7 separate regions of the Mus musculus genome follow, and all the other regions are linked to region 1. Evidence: chromatin contacts called from public Hi-C and HiChIP or PLAC-seq data. All regions are on one chromosome and are shown on one strand. Each heading gives the region's core, a stretch centred on a gene start, on an enhancer-like site or on the middle of the called end of the contact. The rest is flanking DNA. Distances are from core to core; before and after follow the strand shown.

Region 1 (2,700 bases), core at 13-2,512:
GAACAGAGAAACAATGCTCAGGACGGTAGTCAACGCAGCCGTACCGTAGCGTACTTTCCTCCTCCTGCTGCTAGCTTCTTAGCGAAGCGAAAATGAAAACCACCAACTTTCACAAATGTCCGGGACCGAATTCGCTGTCGTGAGACAGAATAGAGAAAGCAAAGACACTGTGGCAAACACTGTCCGGGTACTGACCGGTTGAGCCGCCAAAACAGGAATCCCGCGCGCAGCCCTGGATGGCCAACTAGCTGGATGGCACAGGCAAGCGGGCGGGAACCTGTTTACTTTCTCCACCCCAACGGGGTCCCATACAATAGACTTTATGGAACTGGTGGGGGGTGGGGGCAAGACAACGCCACTATGGCCAGTTAACCCCAAAGGGAAGAAAACCCAAGAAACCTTAAACCAAGATCTGGGTTGGGTTGTAATTGTACCGGTGACAAATCCGATGATTAATGGGCAAGAGGCACAGGAGGTGCGGAGACCTGGCACGTCCGTCCCGGGCCGGCTCCGAAACACAGAGGCGACAAGCCACCCAGGGGCTCAGCCGCAGACTCTCGCAACGGTCGCGGCGACCCGGCAGAGGAGACCGACGGGACTCCGGGCCCTGGGTCTTTTGTCCCCCGCGACCGGCCGGTAGCCGTCGGGGCGCAGCTCCGCGTCGCCCCGCTTCGGATCCTTTGTTGTGCGTGTCGCGGCGCCCCGCCGCCCAGCTCCCCCCCCCTCCCCCAGCCACGACCGGGACGCGCCCGTTAGTGGCGACCCGCGACGGTCCCCGCGCCCCGCTCACCTGCCAGCAGCTCCTGCAGGCTCTGGCTGAAAGTCTGCAGCTGTCGCTCGCTCGTGAGCCCCTTGGTGCGGAGGAACTTGGAGATGAAGGACACCGCGGCGGCGATCTCGCCTATCATGGTGGCGGCCCGGGTGTAGAAGGGATGCATGGGGGCGGCGGCCGGGGGTGGCCCGGGGCGGCCGGGGCTCGGCCCCGACGGCGAAGCGGCCACCCCGGGCTCTCGCCCAGACCCGACGGCCGAGAGGAAGCGAGGGCGCGAGGCGCGGACGGCTACTGGTTCTAGGGGATTTTTTTTCTTTCCTTTAGAGTAAAAAAGTTATTTTCAAGCCAGGAGGCGGCAGGAGAGACAGAGAGAGACGAGCGATGGCGGCCTGGTCACATCGCTCGGACCTCCCCAGCCGCCTCCGCCTCCAGCTCGGTAGCCTCCGAGGATCCCGAGAGTTGCATTTCCAGCTCCGAGGGGCGAAGAGCTGCCGCCGCCGTGCAGCTCATTTTATAGGGCTGCGGAAAGGAAGTGGCGTACCCGGGGCGTGAGGGCGGACGCCAGCCAATCCGGAGATCGCACCATTGTGACGCAGGCAGATTCGGGGCTGGAGGGGGCGGGAGAAAGGCCGCCAGGGGGCGTGCCCAGAGGCCGGGATGAGAGGGAGGAGCTGACGTAATCTGCTTGTAAACAAATAAACCCCCCGAGTGGCAGCCTGAGACTCCGGAGCGGTGGAGGGCGGAGAAAGAAGCCAAGGAGGCGCGTGTGAAAGCTCCGCCCCCGAGCTAGCTCCGCCCCCGGTTCGGGCCAGCGGGGACCCTCCAGTCCCCGAGCGGGCTCCGGGTTCCTCACTTACTGCGGTGTGGCTGGAACCTCAGGACTGAGGTTCGGTCTCCGCAGCCCCAGTCCTTTGCGTACCCCATGTTTACATCTGAGCCCAGTTCCAGCCGGCTTGGCTGGCAGCCCTGGCGGGAGGAGCGTGCGGTGGCGGAGACTAAGGCTCCGCTAGGGAATGGAAGGAAGGACTCGCTCCCTGGAGCTATCCTGCGGCTTAATCCAAGCCATTGCCCCTAGGGTTTGCAGAACCCCGGGGGGCTGGGGGGGGGGAGAAGATGAGCCTTGAAACTCATAAAAATCTGCATATGTATTTTAGAAAGGCACAACAAATTCGTTTTTCTAGTTCAAGTGATGTCAGAACTTTAGAGTTGTGCTGCTGTTGACACATAAGATAAAACTTTAAGCTTGTCGAGAGTGTTAAGCATAGACACCCATATTTACTGGCAAAGACGGTTGTAAACAGCCTAGAAAAAAAGGAAAGCATGAGCCTGCTAAAACTATTAGACCCAAAATAGGGTTAACCCAACTCTCTTAAAGTAGGAGAAGGGAGAGAAAACAATGAAGTCCAGGCAGGAAGAAGAAAGCAAACAAGAGGCAGAAGTTGAACTCTACCAGATGGAAATAAATATTTAGAGTTTAGTTGGTCATCAGATGCAATACACACCACTTTAAAATATATATATGTGTGTGTGTGTGTGTGTGTGTGTGTGTGTGTGTGTGTGTGTATGGAGCTAGAGGAGAAACAAGAGGATAATTGGTTCTGAAATTAATTTGAAAAGGTGACCTATACATCATTTATCATTAATATACAATACTTAAGTACCCACATATTATCTAAAGATAATGTTAGAAAGCACTTCAGAAAGTATCAAGTTTTTTTTTATAATAAACTGAATCAAAAAATAACATCTTTGTGCATGTGTGTGTGTGCGTGTGCGTGTGCGTGTGCGTGTGCGTGTGTGTGTGTGTGTGTGTGTGAATTGTCAGATAGGACTTTCTGAAAACAGACGCAGGGTTTTGACTGGAGGCTCATCTTACCATCCCGGAAGATAAAGAACCAAAAGTGAGTCCTTGAACCATAGGCTATCAA
Region 2 (2,700 bases), core at 63-2,562, 380 kb after region 1:
TGAGTGAGCACAAGCATTCTCATTCCCAGGGAGGTGTATCTCAATGGAGGCCAGAGGAAGGCATCAAGCACCCTGTTTTGTTGTCCTCTGCCTTATTTACCAGGCTGGTGGCCAGCAAGCCCCAGTGACCCTCTTGTTTTCTGTCCTCCCAGACACTTGGGATTATAGGTGCACATGTGACTGCATCTACTATTTTATATGGATTCTAGGGTTTAAGTCCAGTTTTCATACTTTCACAGAAAGAGCTCTTCCTGACTGAGCCATCACCCTAGCCTTCATATCTGCCTGGTTCCTACAGAGTCATTCATTAGGATTGGTCCTGGACTCACTTCTAATACCAAGGTCTTCAGATGATCCACTCCTTTGCCAGACACTATGTCTCCATGTAACCAGTAGGAGCCTGTATGGAAATAAACACAGCCACCAATATGAGTCTTTCTGCCATGGTGAAATGAACCCTGAGTACTGAGCTACTTCTCCTTCAGCTTTGCCTCATCGTGAACAGACTGGAGGAGTTGAGACCTCCATTCTCTATCTTGTAAGCATAGTTTCAAGACAATGGCTTCCTCCAAAGGGGAGAGATGGGATGCTAGGACAGAGAAAGAAGGCATAGGGAAATGCAAAGTATTGATGCTATTCTGAACCTTGGGTTTGGGGTAGCTTCCTAGGAGAAGATTATTACTGCCTTTTGTAATGCATATGTATATATCTTATTTAGAATATATAACTTTGAATAAAATATAAATTAGAAATAATAAACAAAAACATTCTCAGTGCCAATTTTAAAAAAAATGCACAGGATCATTCAATTAATAATTTCTGTTCCCTTCACCTGGTCTCATTCTTACAATGACAGAAAAAGTACCTACCAAGCCCAAGCCAAGCCTCTCCCAGGGATTGCTGGGAATAAGTTCTGAGAGTTGGCAGATTTACTTAGAGCCCTTTCTTTGTGGTGGAAATGAACTGAAGCATCTTCCTTTAAGAGTTGGCCTTCCTTTTGTGAAAGCAAAGATGTGGGCAAATTTACAAAGAAGGCCATTTTCCTGCAGGTGCTTCCTACACACCGCAAAGGTCAAGAACGCAACTTAGTTCTTTTTCTAATATCCTAAGGGAACTAATGCAGTTCCTTGTACTTAGTAGGTGGACAACTAATTGCAAATCAATGTATGAATGAAGAAGTCTGGCCTCACAGTTTCCAGGAAAACTTGTAAATGTCACTCTTGAAATGGTAACATGATTCGCAACCTACTGAACGCTTCATAATGAACCACCCACAGACAGAGTTTAGTATGAATATCTCCTATGTTCCTCAAATCCTTTGTGACCTATGGACACAATTGTTAAATGTGAGTCATGATCTGGCCACGGCTCCCACACAATGGGTATTTTTAATGCTCCTGCATTTCCTGAAGTCAAGCTTTCAGGAAATGGTTTTTGCAATAATGACCTCACCCTCCCTGTATCCCCTTACCCCCACCACAGAATCCCAGAATAGCTGAACAGGTGTCCAAGTACCTAGAATTACCCAAGAAACTTCACAACCTACCTTCTGTTTTCTGTCAAAGTCACAAAGCTAACTTGTTCCTTAGAGCTCTAAAGGAATATGTCCATGAACCAGGCCTGCTCATATTTATGTGTTATTTATATCTAGATACAGTTTGTTCTTGATGCTGGCAGTATCTGCACAGAACTAAGCCAGTATAACAGTTAAAGTATAGGTTCCAGAATTCAACAGCCCATGGATCCAAATTACACAAGTGACATAAGTCTGTCACTGTGTATACGGCTTTAGGCAAATAATTTGGCCTTTCAGAGCCTCAACAGTCGCATCTGCAAAGTGGGAATATAGAAGCATTTCTTGGACTATGATGAAAAATCAGATAATAGAGCACATGTAAACCACTGGGCTCCTCTTCTGGCACACAGTAAGTGTGGAAGCTTGCCAGTTCTTACGGCTGTGTGGTTTCCCCATCTCTCAAGCCCTGTCATTCACTGGGACAATGTCAACCACATTGTGGTCACCGGGACTGCTTAGCATTCATGGGGGGGCAGGATGCCTTCAGAACCCTCAGCCCCAGTCCAGTCTGAGGAGCACTGTCTAACTACTCTTTTAGAATCAAAGCCCATAAGGAAGCCTACGTGTAAGAACTGAAGGAAGGTTATACTATCTGGGAACACTTCAGTTTCAAAGCAAGCAGAGACGTCCCCCCACATGAGTGGGAAGAGGGGCATTTGTAGTATGACCTAAGCCCCCTGGTAAAAGTCTTTATAGCATTAAACCATGTGGTAAAACTTAATTAGAAGGGATTATATTTTTCAGAGCTCTATTAACTTGGGAACCCAAAGGCAAAGAAGGTTATTAAATGGCCACCCGATTATGGGAAACAAAATCCTGCTAGTCAACCAGACCAGCTGACAAACTTCCCAAGGGCTTATCTGAGACCCTCCAAACAGCACAAGTAACTAACTACTAAGAGGCGAGATCTGACTCATCACAGTTGTCTTGGAAGTCAGACGGTAGTACCTTAGACATCAGGGCAGAGGTTGTGATTCATGCATCATGTCCTCAAGTCACCAACCATCAACTCAGTGGATGAGCACAAAGAAAGCTGTCCCAGAAGCCCCTAAGAATGACTTCACTACTCATTGTCACAGATCACAGAGTGCTATCCTCATGGCAAGGTTGAGAAACACGGCGGT
Region 3 (2,700 bases), core at 120-2,619, 480 kb before region 1:
TAATGTTAGTTCTAGGAGTTCAAAAACCGTATCTTAATACTTCAATTGGGGCCTGATACACTGAAAGAGGCCAGCAGATATTTGAAATTAATACAGTCCCATCATCTCCAGTTATATAACATTGTTTTCAAGGGTACTGTCTGAACTCACAGATTTCAAAGTGTGGAGGGTGTTTGCTCATAGTTATATATTCCATTTACCATGTGTGCCTCCACACTTACTTCTGGGATGTCCCAATGTGTGTCATATTTCCATTGTGAGTAAGGGGACTGCTTGCATTGTCTATGGTATTTTTATCCTCCTTTGTTCACTCATCCTTCTTTTCTCTCCCAGAGTTCCTTCTCAGCTAATGCCTTTATTATTCAGAGGAAGCCAGCATTATTAATAACTCTAATTCCCAGAAGATACCATTGCTTTCAGACTGTCCTAGTTCTCAGCACACACAGGGACCTTCTAGAAAGACTTCTTTTCTAGAAGGCATCTAGTTCAAATAGAATCTTGGCATTTTTGATGATCCTCTTTTTGTATCTTGGAATCTAAGTGATGACTGTAAGTTAAGAATGATTCCACCGGACATTTTCTCCTCAACTTCTGAGAGATATTGGTCAGAGAACTATTAGCGTCTGTCCAGAACCTATAACTAACTGATCATTGTTATTAATCTAAAAGGAACTTAAAGTTTATTCATTCTAACTTCTCTACTTGAGCTAAGGGGGAACAGAACCATAGAAGTCAAGGAACACGATGCATTTCTCTCAACAGTGAAAGCTGATATCTAAGTCTAAGTAAGTGCTCTACCACCAGGCTATACCTCAAGCCCCAGGGATTTTGAAATGTGTATTGCCATATATCCCTGTTAGTCTCATGGAGTACCTCATGGCTACTCCCTCTGTGTAACTAACAATACATTACAAATAGGGAGGATTTGGTAGATAGGAAACCATAATCAGAATACAGTGTATAAGGAAAAACTATTTTCTATTACAAAAACAAACAAACAAAAAACAACAACAAAAGGCACCTTCAAGACAGATGGAGGAAATTGCACAAAAGACAGCAAAAAAGAATACAATCAAAGGTATTTCTGTATTAGAATGCTCACATCTAGTCGTGGGGGGAAAAACAAGCAGAGTGCAAGTGAATGCATAATGAACCAGCAAGGTAGTCAGCTCTTCGAAGACTCAGAAGATGTCTTAGATCCATAGGAAAGGAGACATGAGGGAGAGCTGAGCTGACTTGGGAAGAGTAAAGCCAGGGGAGGCTAGAACGAATGAATAGGAAGTAAAATGTCCACACAAACCACAGGGGATCCAATACCCTGATTCATACACCTCACCAGGTCCACAGAAAGAAATTCCTAGGATTCTCAGTAACCAAAGTGCATGAAATGAGAAACCATTGCAGCTGAACTTCCTATTGACATCCATTGTAAGAGTGAAACTATTTACTTTGGACATGTCACGACCATTAACCATCATGAAGCAGAGTTGCTATGGTAACCTATAGTCTGTCTTAGTGGGAAGTCGTGACAAGCAAAGAGGCAGACTGATACAGTGATAGCTAGGTCTAGCAATGATGTGTTACTGTTCACCTACAGAATAATCATAGAGAATTACTGGATCCTAACTTGGCATGCCAGCCTCTCCTCCCTCCTGCCACAGCTGCATGCAGTTTAGGAGGGGCAGTAGAATTTGGAGGAGGTGAAAATATTGACCGGAAATGGAACTCATTGGTATTTCTTCAGATTTTATATTTTATCACTCATGGTGATAGTGGGACTTCAAATTGAAGCAATTGCCTTTAAGTCACTCATGCTCCTACATATGGTCCTAACTTGTGGTCCTCTGAATCAGTCTAATAAACTCACTAGGTCTCCAACCTGAACTTGGTTAGCCTTTGCTTTGACCCGTGAATGCCCTCTTTTGAGGGAATAGACACATTATTGTAGACTTTCTCTGATAACCATTGAATGCTATAATCACCCTTGTCTCTTCTAGACTCTCAAATGTCTACATAAAAATGTTTTGGCAAAGGCATCATCCCAAGTCTACAACATATTTGTTCATCTGTCTCCATTTTACTCTAAGGTCTTCAGTCCAATCTACTCTCAGACTCATCTACAATACTGTGGTGGTCTTATAACTACTTTTTAAATGATCTGCATTTTTCATCTATATTCTCTATTTTACTGGAAGCAAGGATTGTTGGCCAACTCAAAAAGTAAGCTAGATAATTTCACTCCCTTTCTTTTAGGGTCTTTTCTTAAATCATTCACAGTAATGTTTAATTGTGGTATACTGACCTATCATTCATTTAATCTGGTCCATAACTACTTATGTGAACTTACTTCCCATTATTCTTATTGCCCAGTACCCACATCCCATCATCACATGCATATATATTTTATAATTCTTTTAAAATTCTGACTTCTACTCACAATATGTAACTATTTTAAAAAGTTCTTCTCCCTTCTCAGATTATATTTTCTTTAACCTTTTCTTAGCGACTTCTCCACCTTTAGATAGCTACCTAAATCTTCATCATTGGCTATAAGCCAGCCAACGGTTATTTTCCATTGTACTAACAAACACTCATTGTGTACTTATTGCTTGGCTGTGTTTTTTCAGTTGCAAGATCAATAAAAGCAAAGAACAAGTGTTGTCGTGTTCAGTGGCCCTTGTTCCTAGGATTCTGTCTGGT
Region 4 (2,700 bases), core at 126-2,625, 340 kb before region 1:
GCATGGGTTGGATTCTTGCTATGAAACAATTCTTCATTGAGAACAAACAGCAATGGAAAGTGATTTACCCTGCTTACTCCACATATTCATACTTTATTTATCATTGCAATTAGTTCCATGCATATCAGAAGGAAGGAGTGCCCACTACATTGTCTGCAGAATGGATAGATATCCCCCCCAAAAAATACTTTTAAAGTAGTCATTAATAACTTTTATTTAGAAATATGAGGAGAGGGACAAAGAAAACAGTATTACTAGAGTATGAGTACACATCTATTGAAATGATTCCAACACATGTCTAAAAACAAAGGAAGAAAATGAAAAGTGGGAGAGGAGGTTTGATGAGGAAAAAGTGTGGAAGCAATGAAAAACAAAGTGGGTAGTTTTAGGGCCTGAGAGACAACCCACCCTCATGCATTAATGATACAGTCATTATGCTTGCCTCCGTGCGTGCGTCCGATGGTCTCAGTACCGAGGTATACTGTTAATTGGGGTTTATGCACCTCTGAGTCAATTAACTTTGTTTTATTAATGCATAATTCAATATTGTTATGTATAGCAAAACCCTTAAAAAGGATTTTTGTAATTCCTCCTTGGGATGTGGCCTGAAATATTTCAAGGAAACACCCACTGTCAAGTGCGTGAAAATGAATAATTATGGGAGCCCTAAAACCCCACAGTTGAGCAGACAAGACAGCTGCTATTATTAAGCACTGCAAATTGAAAGTATGGGTCCTATCATTACAAGAACAAAGACATTGCTGGGATAATTATGGAAACGCTATAGCTCCGTTTTTCTGCTAATGCTTCTGGTAGAATGTTTAAAAGCCTCAAAAGGTTAGGAGAGAGAGCTTCGTTTCTGAATCTCGTTACTCACTTCGATGAATGCATTTTTCTACCAATTGTAGTCATAACGGAGCTTGAGATCCCTGCTTCACTAAGATAAGAAAGCAAGAAATTAAATGATAATAAACATCGTGTGGGCTCGGTGGGGGGGATATTGTTTAATGTCAGCGGTGACTGAAACCACCTTCTAGATGACTGAGGCTTTGTTGGCCTCCTCTGTTTATATTAATTTCTCCTTTTCAAAGGCCATTATCTTAAATTGCATGTTATATAACTCGAGCCGCCTCCCTCCAGCCCACAGAACCACTTCGAAAGCAACTTGATGATGCATATTGTCGGGGGGGGGGGGCGGGGGGGGAGTGGAAATCACTCCTAGGCTTAGCATCCAAGGAAGATTACAATCTTGAGACTGTAATGGGAATGGATTAGACTTTGTACAATTTCCTTTTGTCACGTGAATTGAATCCCGTTGTGTTCTTTTCTATGCTGCCTTCAATCACTGTCTCGCACACAAAAATGATCTTTGAAAGTGTTAGCGTCCCTTAAGCTACCCTGGCCTGCTTTTAAGACAGCCAGAAGCTTACTGTTTGATTGGCTCTGGCTTCCCCCTCTGTGAAAACAAAACAAGGAGAGTCAAACAAGCCTGCCTAACAGATGATAGAACCCTGCAAAAAAGCAACCCCCCCCGCCCCCCTTTTTGCCTCAGGCAGCTCCAGCAAGGACGGTTGAGATTTTCATGTTGATCACATGCTAAAAACAAATTGAAAGGAAAGGGAGAGCATGACCACATAAATCCAGTCCTGCGCCAGCAATTGTAGTTCCTTCCAGAGAGAAAATGAGGCACCATGGACGTCCCTAACTGCACACAATATGGCTTCAAGTTTCCAGAGACCACAGGTTTTCCCTCTCCTGTCAGGCTCTCCACGTGCTCGCTGCTTCCAAGGTTAAAACGGAGCCATTCAGACATCAGTAGCATCTATGGACTTTGATAGTGCCTTGAACTGACCAACAGCAAAAGAGGAAACAAATATGCCTGTTAACGCTGGAAGTGAGAGGCTCCCTGCTTCAGAGCTAGATTCTGTTTTGATCTCTGGGGTCTTTGATGTTGGGCAGAATTGCTGCTGCCTGCAACAAGGTCCTCGGGACTTTGGGTGCATGCAAATTAAACTCATTTGGTTGAAGTTGAAAAGGAAGCTATTTTTGCTACTTATTTTTGATGTATGGATCTCATGGAACTATAACCACCAATAAATAACTGATTTCCTCAAATAATATCCGTAAAATTTTCCACATTAAAGTACACACACATTCTTTCAAAACTATATGCTTTCACTAAGTTGAAAAACTGAAGCTGTTCGCATTTTATTATCTGCTCCAAGTGGCTTGAGCTATCCCAATTTATGTAGAATGCTAGAACATTCATTTGTTGAGACAAATGTCTCAAGTAGCAATGAAGAAGGTGTGATTTAAGGACTAGGAAGCCAGAGGTGATACTATCTTGGATCTGTGAGGTGTGTTCACCACGTGGGATCCAAAATCAGCTTGATCTTTGAACTGATTTTACTCTGTGCTGTTCTTGGTAGGCTCAGACTTAAGTTGTAGCACATGTCCCTATAGAAACTACAAAACATTTCTGAGAGGATAAAATGGTTTTATACTTACATTCTTTGGTAAACTTGGAATTGAGAGTCAGCATCAGCTACACAATCCCACGGGAATGAAACTAATATGGTGGCAAACTAGTCTGAAAGAGTCTCCTTCAAGTCCTGTTCGCTGATTAGCCCTGATCTCTCTCAATATAAAAACTGATGAGACTGAAGTACCAACTGAGAATATTAACACATGTGCCACTTA
Region 5 (2,700 bases), core at 109-2,608, 350 kb after region 1:
AGCAGGAAAGAGGAAGGAAAAAAAGACGGTTGAAATTCCTGCCAGAGAAACCAAAAGGACTTAGTGACTAATTCAGTACAAAACGAGGGAACAGAGACTGTAAGGAAGACTGTAAGTAAAGAGATGAGTCCTACCATGAAGAGAGATAGAAAAACCAGGAAAATGTCTGAGGGAAATGAATGACAGGAAAGGAAAAATGAGTATTAGCGGTGTGCGTAAGACCAAGATGAGAATCAGTTGCATACGTAAGACAAGGCTAGTGCTGTTGAAAGTGAGCCTGGCTGAAGATTGGGTGGGGTCTTGGCCAAAACTAGTGATCTGGGATTCAAGTGCATAGAGGAGATCAAAAGGCAGACAGGAAGGGAAACATTGCAAACCTTGCCAACTCCTGACATCTTTCCACTGCCTTCACCTCCCTAATTAAATACTGATTTGGTACAACTATCTCATATACTTTCCAAAGCCAGAGGATGGATCCCGACTGTTCTAAGTCGATAAGGGTCATTCCCATCTATTCTAGGAACATGCATGGGACAAAGTCTAGACAGCAAGATTTGGAGAGTCAGCTGAGATTCTATTAAAGACACAGAATAGGAGGTAGGGGGTCATTTTCTCCAGGAATTGAATCCTGTAACTGCCCTGCCACCACTGAGCTCTGGAGTTGGCCTTCTTCAGGCAACAGGGCCCTGGAATGAAAACAGGGGTCAAAAACTTAGAAATTACTCAGATTTAGAAATCTGAAGCAAACCCTAAGAAGTCTAGAGAAGGCTTGGTCAGGAACTAGGAAGACGGAGAAAATCAAGTTAGGCTCTTAATCAAGGTGTTGGCCAAACAGAAGAAGCCAGAGGCTTGGACCAGGCTTACCACAGGCTGAAGTGAAATATCCAAGCAGAGAGAGAAAGAGTTGCACCCAGGAGACAACAACTGGAGATAATAATCCTTTCTCAAAAAGAAGCTCTTGACAAAACTCAGGAGGTGACTTGAGGGTCAGCAAAAAGTGGTTTCTGAACCATTAAACACATTCTCGACTGGAAAACTTCACATTCGTGTCAGCTGGGCGAGCCATTTCAGAACCAGCCTCAATGTGGCTATTATTCACATTCATCCCGCCAGTGTGAAAATACGGCTCGAAATGGACTTTGCTATTTGAAATTAAGTGTGATCACACTCAGCAGCCCAGGGAAGCACTCCCTTTATGAGAGGCTGTGAGCCAGGGGGAGGTGGGGGAGGGCGAGCAGGTTTGTGGAAAGAGAAGGGGCTCTTTCTCTGGGACTTTCCCTCTTCACAGTGCCATTCCCCCTCAGTCCCACTCTCCAGGACTCTTCCTTTCACTTCTGCAATTCTTTCCCCCACCTTCAGCATCCTCTTCTCACTTCTCTCACAGCTACCTCTCGCTTAGAAGAAGTATCTGGCCCCTTGTGACTCCGTGAGCTGTCGGAATTAACTACAATCTATTATTTCCCAATAAATCCCCCACCCCCACACCGCAGCTCTTGACAGGACACAACAGCTGAGAATCCCCAGCAATGGCCTGGCCAAGGTACTAAGAAAGACTGGCTCTGTTCCTAGCTCATCCTGGGTCACAAAGAATCCTCCAATAGGATGCCAGGAGAGTTCAAGAAGAGCTGGTCTCTTCTAAGCGCAGCTCTTTGCTTAACCTGCCTTTGATTTCCCAGGAGTTTCAGGATGAGTGTATGCTAAGAAAAGGCGAGGTGCCCAAAAGACAAGAGTTCAGAAAAAGATGATTAAATTCAACATGGCTAGCAAGTAGGCACTGCTCAACACTTCATAAAAGGTAGACAAATACAAAAATGCTGATCAGAAGAAGTAATATTTGGTTATAATATAGAAGCACAAGTATTTGTGTGTGTGTGTGTATGTGTGTGTGTGTGTGTGTAGGGCAGTTAATACATTCATAAACATTTGCTCCCTTTCTTAGCATTTGTGTCCCTCACTGACGGGCCGTGGCTGGGGGACTTGAGGGTATGTCGAATTGATATAAGTATATAAAAAATTTCCTGGCTAACGATGCTGACACTTCTGCCAAAATTATGTTTATTTGTTAAAACATATACTTCATTCTGTTGTTGCAGAACTAAATCCAACCCCATCGTAACTGGGGAAAGGGTGATTGGGTTTCATGGTGATGTACCAGCTAGTGTCTTGTGGGGGCGTTAAGGTGCCAGCTGCTCCTTGGGCATTCCTTTTTATTTCCAGTCCGTAGACTGTTTTTCCACTCTTTTTTGTGTGAGGCAATTGGGATTAGAGGGGTCTTTGTAAGTGACAGAGGCGGAGATGGCAGCAGCATCTCCCAGATCCCTATGCACAGAGACAGCCTGGAAGGCCAGGCTCAATGCTGGCTTCGTTTGTCACTCCCCTCCGAAAGAAAAGGTCTTCCAAAAGAAGGAGTCTCTGTTGGAAACCTGTAAAGCAAGGGACTTGGGCCTTAGGGCTGATGTTTCCAGAATGCAGTCTGAAAAGCACCAAGCTAGGATCACCTTCAAGGCAGATCAAACAATCCCATGTTGGCAACAGGCCTCTGGAGTTTTCCATGCACCTCTGTCAGGTGGTGGCTGGGGGCATTTTCTAGGGTTTCTGTCTGAGGGCTAAATGAGTTTCGGGGCTCCTCCTTGATTCTTTGAAGGATTTATCATTATTTTTACCCACTTGAAAATTCCAAACTGCCACAAGTGTCCCCTT
Region 6 (2,700 bases), core at 65-2,564, 390 kb before region 1:
AGTGAAGAAAATCAAGTTAGTTTCTTCCTCCTTTGCTTATAACTAGGCAATAGGTGGAATAGACACATGCCCACACTGGGGATAAAAGATCTTCCTTCACCAGTTGACATACAAATTGCAGGAAGATCCTCACAGATGGATCTAGAAATAATTTCTCACCTGAGCATCCCTCAGGCCAATAAACTATCATTCTGGGCTGGGGCAATGGTTTACTTAACACAGTATTTGCTGTTTAGGCAAAAGGGCTTCCATTCATATTCACAGTGCCTGTAAAATTCGAGGCATGGTGATGCACATCCATCCTCCTAACACTGGGAAGGATATATGAGTGCCCCAACCAATTAAATTAGTCTTGCCAGATTGGTGAACTCTGGGTTCAGTGAGAGGCCCTGACTCAAAAAATAGAGGTGCTGAGCTATAGAGAAAGATATGCCATATTGGTCTCTGGATTACACACACACACACACACACACACACACACACACACACAAACTCACACACATGCATACACATGTATACATACACATAGGCATGCACACACATGCACTCAAACTTCATACATTCTGCATTTTTTTATTCCCAATTTTCAGTTCAGCATTGAAGTTCTGTCTACATTAAAATGGCTAATAGCAGGATTACATTCAGGAAAGTTTTTCATGAAAAAAAAAGGAAACAGAGTCTAGAAAGCAGAGAAAGTAAATATGATAGGAATATATATTATATAATATATTAATATTATATATATATTTATATTACCAGTAATAGTATTAATCCTTCTCATATGTGAGGGAACTGAAGTAATCTGATGGATAGCCTAACATGTCTTGGATATGATGACATGTCTTAAATATGATAACAATATCAAATAAGCATCCAACGCTTAGGTCAACTTCTGCAGCCATAGACCTATTCAGCTGGTAGGACTAAGCCTTTAGAATCGAGCCTTCACTTCTAGAAATCACAGAAATGCAGTAGTCAGCAGATTCTAAGTTTCTTCCCCATTTAAATACCAATGTTGTTTGTTAGTTGCTATCCTTAACTTGCAGGTATCGAGACCAAATGGTTAGCTGGACGTAATATTTTATTCAGAATTCTTGAATACTCATTTTCTGAGTTCCATTTGGTGGGGCTAGGGAGAACTCAATTCAGAAGAAGGGAGGAACAACACCTTTGTCTTGTCCCAACAGACTGAAAATAGCCTAATCATTATGTCAAGCTGCCAAATTCAAGTCTGGGAGGCCTTGGATCTACTCCCTTTGTTCTCATCTTGACATTTGAGTGGATTGTTGGCATAGAATTTCTTTTCCTTGTATCATTAGTATAGAATACAGCCGCACAAGCATCCATTCACTCATTCATTCATGCATTTATTCACTGATTCAGTGTCTGTGGCCATCAAGTTGATGAAGAACATTCATTCATAGCTAGTGAAAAGTATCAATTGGCTCATTCTATTTTCATTCAATGAATCAAGAGCATCAATTTGGTGCTAGTTAAGAGCATTTCTCATTGGTATTCTACATTTATACAACTGAGAAGCAACATAGACTCAATCATAGAGATCTCAACTTTGTCTCCACAAATTACTTCATCATGAATAAATAGTTTTTTGTCTGTCCTGAAGTTTATTATCTCATTTTAAGACAAGCAGCATAGACTTTTTCTCATAAGACAATTTAGCAACAAATAAAGATGAGCAGGAAAAAATTCTCAGCAAAAGAGAATTTAATATGCCTAGTATTACATAAAATATACCTAGACATATTACTTATTACTTACCTTTGTAAAATGATGTCGATGATACATTGTTGATAAATGAAATAAAATTAGGTTGAAACACATTCTATGACTCTAAGCAGATTCCAATATAGGGCAACTAGAACCAGAACTTTGGTGGTTCTCAAGCTTGAAATGATTGCAAAACTTGATAGTATTTGATAGCAGAACGCCAGATTATAGATAAATAAAATATAATTTTTAGTCATAAATATATATGTGTGTGTGTGTACATATACATGCACATGATGTATGTTTATATTGATAATATTCACAGTTAAGATCTTAACATTTGTTGGCGATAGTAAAATGTAAATAATAGAATCACAAAATATATTGTTCATCAGATATTATAATTCACTTGATTATTAAATAACACATTCCTCATTAAAAATAAGTCATGTGCATTTTCTGTCCACTGATGTGCAATGTCATTTTAGCCATTCCATCATTCTCTGCTTGATCACTCTTATATGAGCTCATGAGGTGTCCAGGGAAGAGACAATGATAGCCAGGACATTAAAATGTAATCAAGATATGCAAATTCATTTCCAAATGTGATTTGCTGGGAAAAAGAAATTAATCTAGGCATGGTCAAATAAACAATGTGTAATATGGATAATTAATCACCAAATTAGCAGCTGGGGTCCCTTGAGGAAATTATGCAAATTGAAAAGGCCCCCATCCACTGACACAATTAGACCACTTAATGGTAAAATTCTCAATAAAACAACCCTTGGGAACATCACAAAACAAATAACCCATCAACCTTAGGATCCCAACTCCATTGCAATAGTTAACATTACTTAGTACTATTTCTTCTGTGGTTGGCGTTATTAATAAGATGACATCATCTTTTGCTAGAGAGTACTGGAAGATTCCATATCATGGATGACCTATGATGAGTTTCCTTTAAAACCTAAC
Region 7 (2,700 bases), core at 138-2,637, 360 kb before region 1:
ATACTACATAGAGAATAACAACTTCTCTCCTGTCTATCTCTTACACTTTGTTGTACATTTTTCATACAAAATATCTAATATTCATGTTTGTATTTTAATTGAATAACTTTCACTTGAGCATTGAGAGATCCTCTAAAAAATATATTAACCAGTAGTCTTAAATCACTATTATGTTATCTTTAATTAAATATTCACTGACATTGTGTCAATAGAGGACACTCCATTGGTGGCTTAGGGCCATTCATAAGAACTTCATGTTCAACAGATAAAGAACAAGAGATGTTAAAAATGACTGTTGGGTCAAATCTTTAAACTGTGGGTAAAATTTATTCAGAAACAGAAGTGGTGAAATAAATAAATAGAGGCACTACAAAAAGACAAGGGAAATGAACGAGATGGGGAACTATACCATTAGGAAAGCAATGCTGAGCAGGGTGATCAAATAAACATGAGGGTTTTAGGTAATGCAGAGAGAGACCCAAGAAAGTGATGGCTGGGAGATGAGGCAAATCATCATATAGAAGCAGAAGGAAAAAAGCTCTGTTTCAGAAATCAAATTTAGGTTATTGCTCTACAGATGATTGTACATAGTATGTAAATGAATTCTTAAAAATTAGTTGAATATGTGCTATATGTGCCAGAAAAAAAAACAGCAAAATGATTTGATATTATAGGTTGTGATCATGATAAATATTTTTTAAAACTTATCAATTTCACAAGATAATACCAATGGTATACAATAATGCAGCAGAAAACAATAACCCATGAAAAGAGCAAGTCAAACGTAAGTGTAGAATAGCTCTGCAATGCATTTGTCTTTCCAGACAATTCGTTCAACAGATGACCCTTTCTTGATGTATAATAAGCCCAAAGCCTGGATCTCAAGCTGTGAGATCTTTCTCCTATAACATGGCATGCAAATTTTAGCAGTTTCCTTTTCCTATTGACTTAGTACCTGAGGAGGAAGAAGGAGAGGAAGGAATTGGGGGAGGGGTGTCGAAAAACCCCAAGTAAAAACCATGGTTCATGGCTGACTGCCGTCTACTTATAGCCTCTGCTCTGCAGCCTCATTCGTGCTACACATAGAATGAACCAACCTACTGTACCTGAACCTCTCTCACTTACTGCCATCTACCCCAGTCTCCATCTCTAGCTTGACACTACACTGCCATTTGTTCTACTCCTCAATGGCTTTAAGCCAGTGAGCTTCAAACGCCAGTGTCTGTGGAAATTCCTAGGATCCAGGGAAATGGCACACAGTTGTCATCAAGGTGTCTTTAAATCTGCAACTTCAGGTTCCAGGCGTAGGCCTTCCTGGTTCTGGTGACACCAGAGCCATGCTAACCCACATCAGGAGCCTCATAAGGAAGCAAAGGTCACCCCCTCCCCCATTGAAAACTGTATTTCATAAACTCAAAGTCCACTTCAGATCCTGATAAGCTCCTCTGAACCAGGACTCCTGGTCTGTGAGCTTTTTTCCTCAGGGTCTGGACAAAATCCTGTGAAACCTGGATAATTGTTCAGCTGCTGCTCCCAGCTACCCTCAAGGTTTGTGGGCCATCAGCAGTGCACTGTTCAAAAAGCTAATGAGGTTAATGTCTGCCTGTGTGGAAGGTGGGGGGGTGGGGTTATGCAAGAAGAGGCAGGCAGAAGGGGGCCCATAATAAAGGGATTGAGAGAGCGCCTCTCTTCTCCCTCCATGACATAATCCAAAAGTGATTAGGAAACCCTTAACAAGTGCAGCCTGGGCTGCTGGGATTTAAACAGTTGTAATAAAGCACACAAAGAGGGGCCGAGGTAGCCTCTCTCCTACCTCCCCATTGTTGAAGCATGTTCTCCGCCCCCAGGTCCTCCCAAAAGATCTGAGCACATGCTCTTGCTATGCATGCATATCATGCCGAGGACTCCAGAGTCACAAAACAGCCCGGGAAAACAACACCCAGTGCACAATACGTTCATTGTTTTGATTGAGACGTTGCTGTTTGAAATGCATTTATTTCTGCCTCTCATAAATACTCCTCCACAGCAGGGGGGAAAATATAATAATAATAAATGCATTGCAAATAGAGGCCCAGACATCTCGCACTTAAATTACAGTCACGTCATGGCAGCCCTATCCCATCTTTCAATTATAGTCATTAATTGAGGATGTAACCCAGAAACAATTACATCCATGAAATTCTAATGAGTCTCCTGCAGTTAATATCAAAAGCAAACAATGGGAAGTGCATGCTGGTGCTGGAGTCTAATCCAATTCTGTCGATTAAAATAAAGAAAAGCCTTTTTTTTTGTGGCATGTAAATCCGACTGCTTGCCTCTACTCAGTTTTCATTTGTCCAAGAGTGACAGACTGTCTGCAGAGATTGGCTTATCTAACCAGCTTACCAAGCTGCCCTCTCTCAGTTCTGTGGAAAGCACATCTTAAAAGCCACCAGTAGGGAATACATTCTACTCATGGGACCCATCTTTGAGACACTTCCCATTTCCATATGAAAAGTCCACTCTTTGTTTACCCGACTGAAGTGGGAAAAAGCTTCAGATATTACTACAGCAATAATAATAATAATAATAATAATAATAATAATAACTATCACATTGACGATGATTCTGGGAGAACTTAGTGGCAGCATAATTCTAAATCTTTTTGCTTCTCTAGGAATAAGTAATAAGATAACAAAAGAAAAAAAGAACAGTACAAAA

The links. HiChIP or PLAC-seq counts read pairs in DNA pulled down with a chosen protein or histone mark. A called contact is a pair of places that touch in the nucleus more often than the background predicts.
Region 2: a contact with region 1 is called in a FOXA1 HiChIP or PLAC-seq map of pancreatic cancer cells. The contact joins the enhancer-like site here to the promoter of Btg1 in region 1. A contact is called at or near these places in 10 of 39 promoter capture datasets (3T3-L1-derived adipocytes, the C10 cell line, the HPC-7 cell line and 8 more), 3 of 15 datasets of contacts at CTCF or cohesin (CD8 T cells, the NIH/3T3 cell line and large pre-B cells), 15 of 484 Hi-C or Micro-C datasets (3T3-L1-derived adipocytes, the C2C12 cell line, CD4 T cells and 10 more), 35 of 115 datasets of contacts at active chromatin or transcription factors (the 230-238 cell line, CD8 T cells, DN3 thymocytes and 25 more) and 3 of 9 other capture datasets (adipose tissue, embryonic stem cells and macrophages).
Region 3: a CTCF HiChIP or PLAC-seq map of the NIH/3T3 cell line shows a contact between it and region 1, with 11 read pairs. The contact joins the enhancer-like site here to the promoter of Btg1 in region 1. A contact is called at or near these places in 7 of 39 promoter capture datasets (the 3T3-L1 cell line, 3T3-L1-derived adipocytes, hippocampal neurons and 3 more), 1 of 15 datasets of contacts at CTCF or cohesin (the NIH/3T3 cell line), 3 of 484 Hi-C or Micro-C datasets (the AML12 cell line, the N1E-115 cell line and tail fibroblasts), 15 of 115 datasets of contacts at active chromatin or transcription factors (the NIH/3T3 cell line, astrocytes, bone marrow-derived dendritic cells and 12 more) and 1 of 9 other capture datasets (liver).
Region 4: an H3K4me3 HiChIP or PLAC-seq map of embryonic forebrain shows a contact between it and region 1, with 7 times the contacts expected there. The contact joins the enhancer-like site here to the promoter of Btg1 in region 1. A contact is called at or near these places in 8 of 39 promoter capture datasets (the 3T3-L1 cell line, 3T3-L1-derived adipocytes, the C10 cell line and 5 more), 2 of 15 datasets of contacts at CTCF or cohesin (the NIH/3T3 cell line and large pre-B cells), 11 of 484 Hi-C or Micro-C datasets (the C2C12 cell line, Th2 cells, cerebral cortex and 6 more), 24 of 115 datasets of contacts at active chromatin or transcription factors (the NIH/3T3 cell line, the SCID.adh cell line, bone marrow-derived dendritic cells and 19 more) and 2 of 9 other capture datasets (adipose tissue and embryonic stem cells).
Region 5: a contact with region 1 is called in a Hi-C map of bone marrow-derived macrophages, with 26 read pairs. The contact joins the enhancer-like site here to the promoter of Btg1 in region 1. A contact is called at or near these places in 10 of 39 promoter capture datasets (the 3T3-L1 cell line, the C10 cell line, the HPC-7 cell line and 7 more), 10 of 484 Hi-C or Micro-C datasets (B cells, CD8 T cells, bone marrow-derived dendritic cells and 6 more), 27 of 115 datasets of contacts at active chromatin or transcription factors (the 230-238 cell line, CD8 T cells, the NIH/3T3 cell line and 21 more) and 4 of 9 other capture datasets (adipose tissue, embryonic stem cells, liver and 1 more).
Region 6: a contact with region 1 is called in an H3K4me3 HiChIP or PLAC-seq map of embryonic basal ganglia, with 2.7 times the contacts expected there. The contact joins the enhancer-like site here to the promoter of Btg1 in region 1. A contact is called at or near these places in 5 of 39 promoter capture datasets (the 3T3-L1 cell line, 3T3-L1-derived adipocytes, hippocampal neurons and 2 more), 1 of 15 datasets of contacts at CTCF or cohesin (the NIH/3T3 cell line), 3 of 484 Hi-C or Micro-C datasets (double positive thymocytes, embryonic fibroblasts and large pre-B cells) and 15 of 115 datasets of contacts at active chromatin or transcription factors (the NIH/3T3 cell line, the SCID.adh cell line, T-cell acute lymphoblastic leukemia and 12 more).
Region 7: a contact with region 1 is called in an H3K4me3 HiChIP or PLAC-seq map of embryonic basal ganglia, with 5 times the contacts expected there. The contact joins the enhancer-like site here to the promoter of Btg1 in region 1. A contact is called at or near these places in 7 of 39 promoter capture datasets (the 3T3-L1 cell line, 3T3-L1-derived adipocytes, hippocampal neurons and 3 more), 1 of 484 Hi-C or Micro-C datasets (the N1E-115 cell line), 12 of 115 datasets of contacts at active chromatin or transcription factors (the SCID.adh cell line, acute myeloid leukemia, differentiating embryonic stem cells and 9 more) and 1 of 9 other capture datasets (embryonic stem cells).

Annotation. Positions count from the first base shown.
Region 1 is chr10:96,615,563-96,618,262 of GRCm38.p6, reverse strand. It overlaps Btg1 (BTG anti-proliferation factor 1), which reads right to left and starts at 1,262. Exons shown (of 2, transcript NM_007569.2): 1 at 791-1,262. The coding sequence starts at 938.
Region 2 is chr10:96,237,748-96,240,447 of GRCm38.p6, reverse strand. The region is part of intron 1 of 4930459C07Rik (RIKEN cDNA 4930459C07 gene); the gene reads right to left. The region is part of intron 2 of Gm40747 (a long non-coding RNA gene); the gene reads left to right. Among named protein-coding and RNA genes, the nearest start is that of 4930459C07Rik, 13 kb to the right of the region's middle. Within about 2 kb of position 1,312, at least 78 of the 459 cell types and tissues checked have an H3K27ac peak or open chromatin away from gene starts, as enhancers often do. A contact at or near this core is called in the C2C12 cell line, CD8 T cells, the MNK3 cell line and 9 more, where this site is marked.
Region 3 is chr10:97,092,765-97,095,464 of GRCm38.p6, reverse strand. No RefSeq gene overlaps it. Among named protein-coding and RNA genes, the nearest start is that of 4930556N09Rik, 58 kb to the right of the region's middle. Within about 2 kb of position 1,369, at least 14 of the 459 cell types and tissues checked have an H3K27ac peak or open chromatin away from gene starts, as enhancers often do. A contact at or near this core is called in the NIH/3T3 cell line, pancreatic cancer cells and tail fibroblasts, where this site is marked.
Region 4 is chr10:96,954,381-96,957,080 of GRCm38.p6, reverse strand. All of the region lies in intron 1 of Gm33981 (a long non-coding RNA gene), which reads left to right. Among named protein-coding and RNA genes, the nearest start is that of Gm33981, 3.1 kb to the left of the region's middle. Within about 2 kb of position 1,375, at least 45 of the 459 cell types and tissues checked have an H3K27ac peak or open chromatin away from gene starts, as enhancers often do. A contact at or near this core is called in the SCID.adh cell line, cerebral cortex, craniofacial prominence and 6 more, where this site is marked.
Region 5 is chr10:96,265,104-96,267,803 of GRCm38.p6, reverse strand. No RefSeq gene overlaps it. Among named protein-coding and RNA genes, the nearest start is that of Gm40747, 7.5 kb to the right of the region's middle. Within about 2 kb of position 1,358, at least 41 of the 459 cell types and tissues checked have an H3K27ac peak or open chromatin away from gene starts, as enhancers often do. A contact at or near this core is called in B cells, bone marrow-derived dendritic cells, bone marrow-derived macrophages and 2 more, where this site is marked.
Region 6 is chr10:97,008,650-97,011,349 of GRCm38.p6, reverse strand. No RefSeq gene overlaps it. Among named protein-coding and RNA genes, the nearest start is that of 4930556N09Rik, 26 kb to the left of the region's middle. Within about 2 kb of position 1,314, at least 3 of the 459 cell types and tissues checked have an H3K27ac peak or open chromatin away from gene starts, as enhancers often do. A contact at or near this core is called in embryonic basal ganglia, where this site is marked.
Region 7 is chr10:96,980,373-96,983,072 of GRCm38.p6, reverse strand. No RefSeq gene overlaps it. Among named protein-coding and RNA genes, the nearest start is that of Gm33981, 23 kb to the right of the region's middle. Within about 2 kb of position 1,387, at least 27 of the 459 cell types and tissues checked have an H3K27ac peak or open chromatin away from gene starts, as enhancers often do. A contact at or near this core is called in the N1E-115 cell line, embryonic basal ganglia, embryonic forebrain and 1 more, where this site is marked.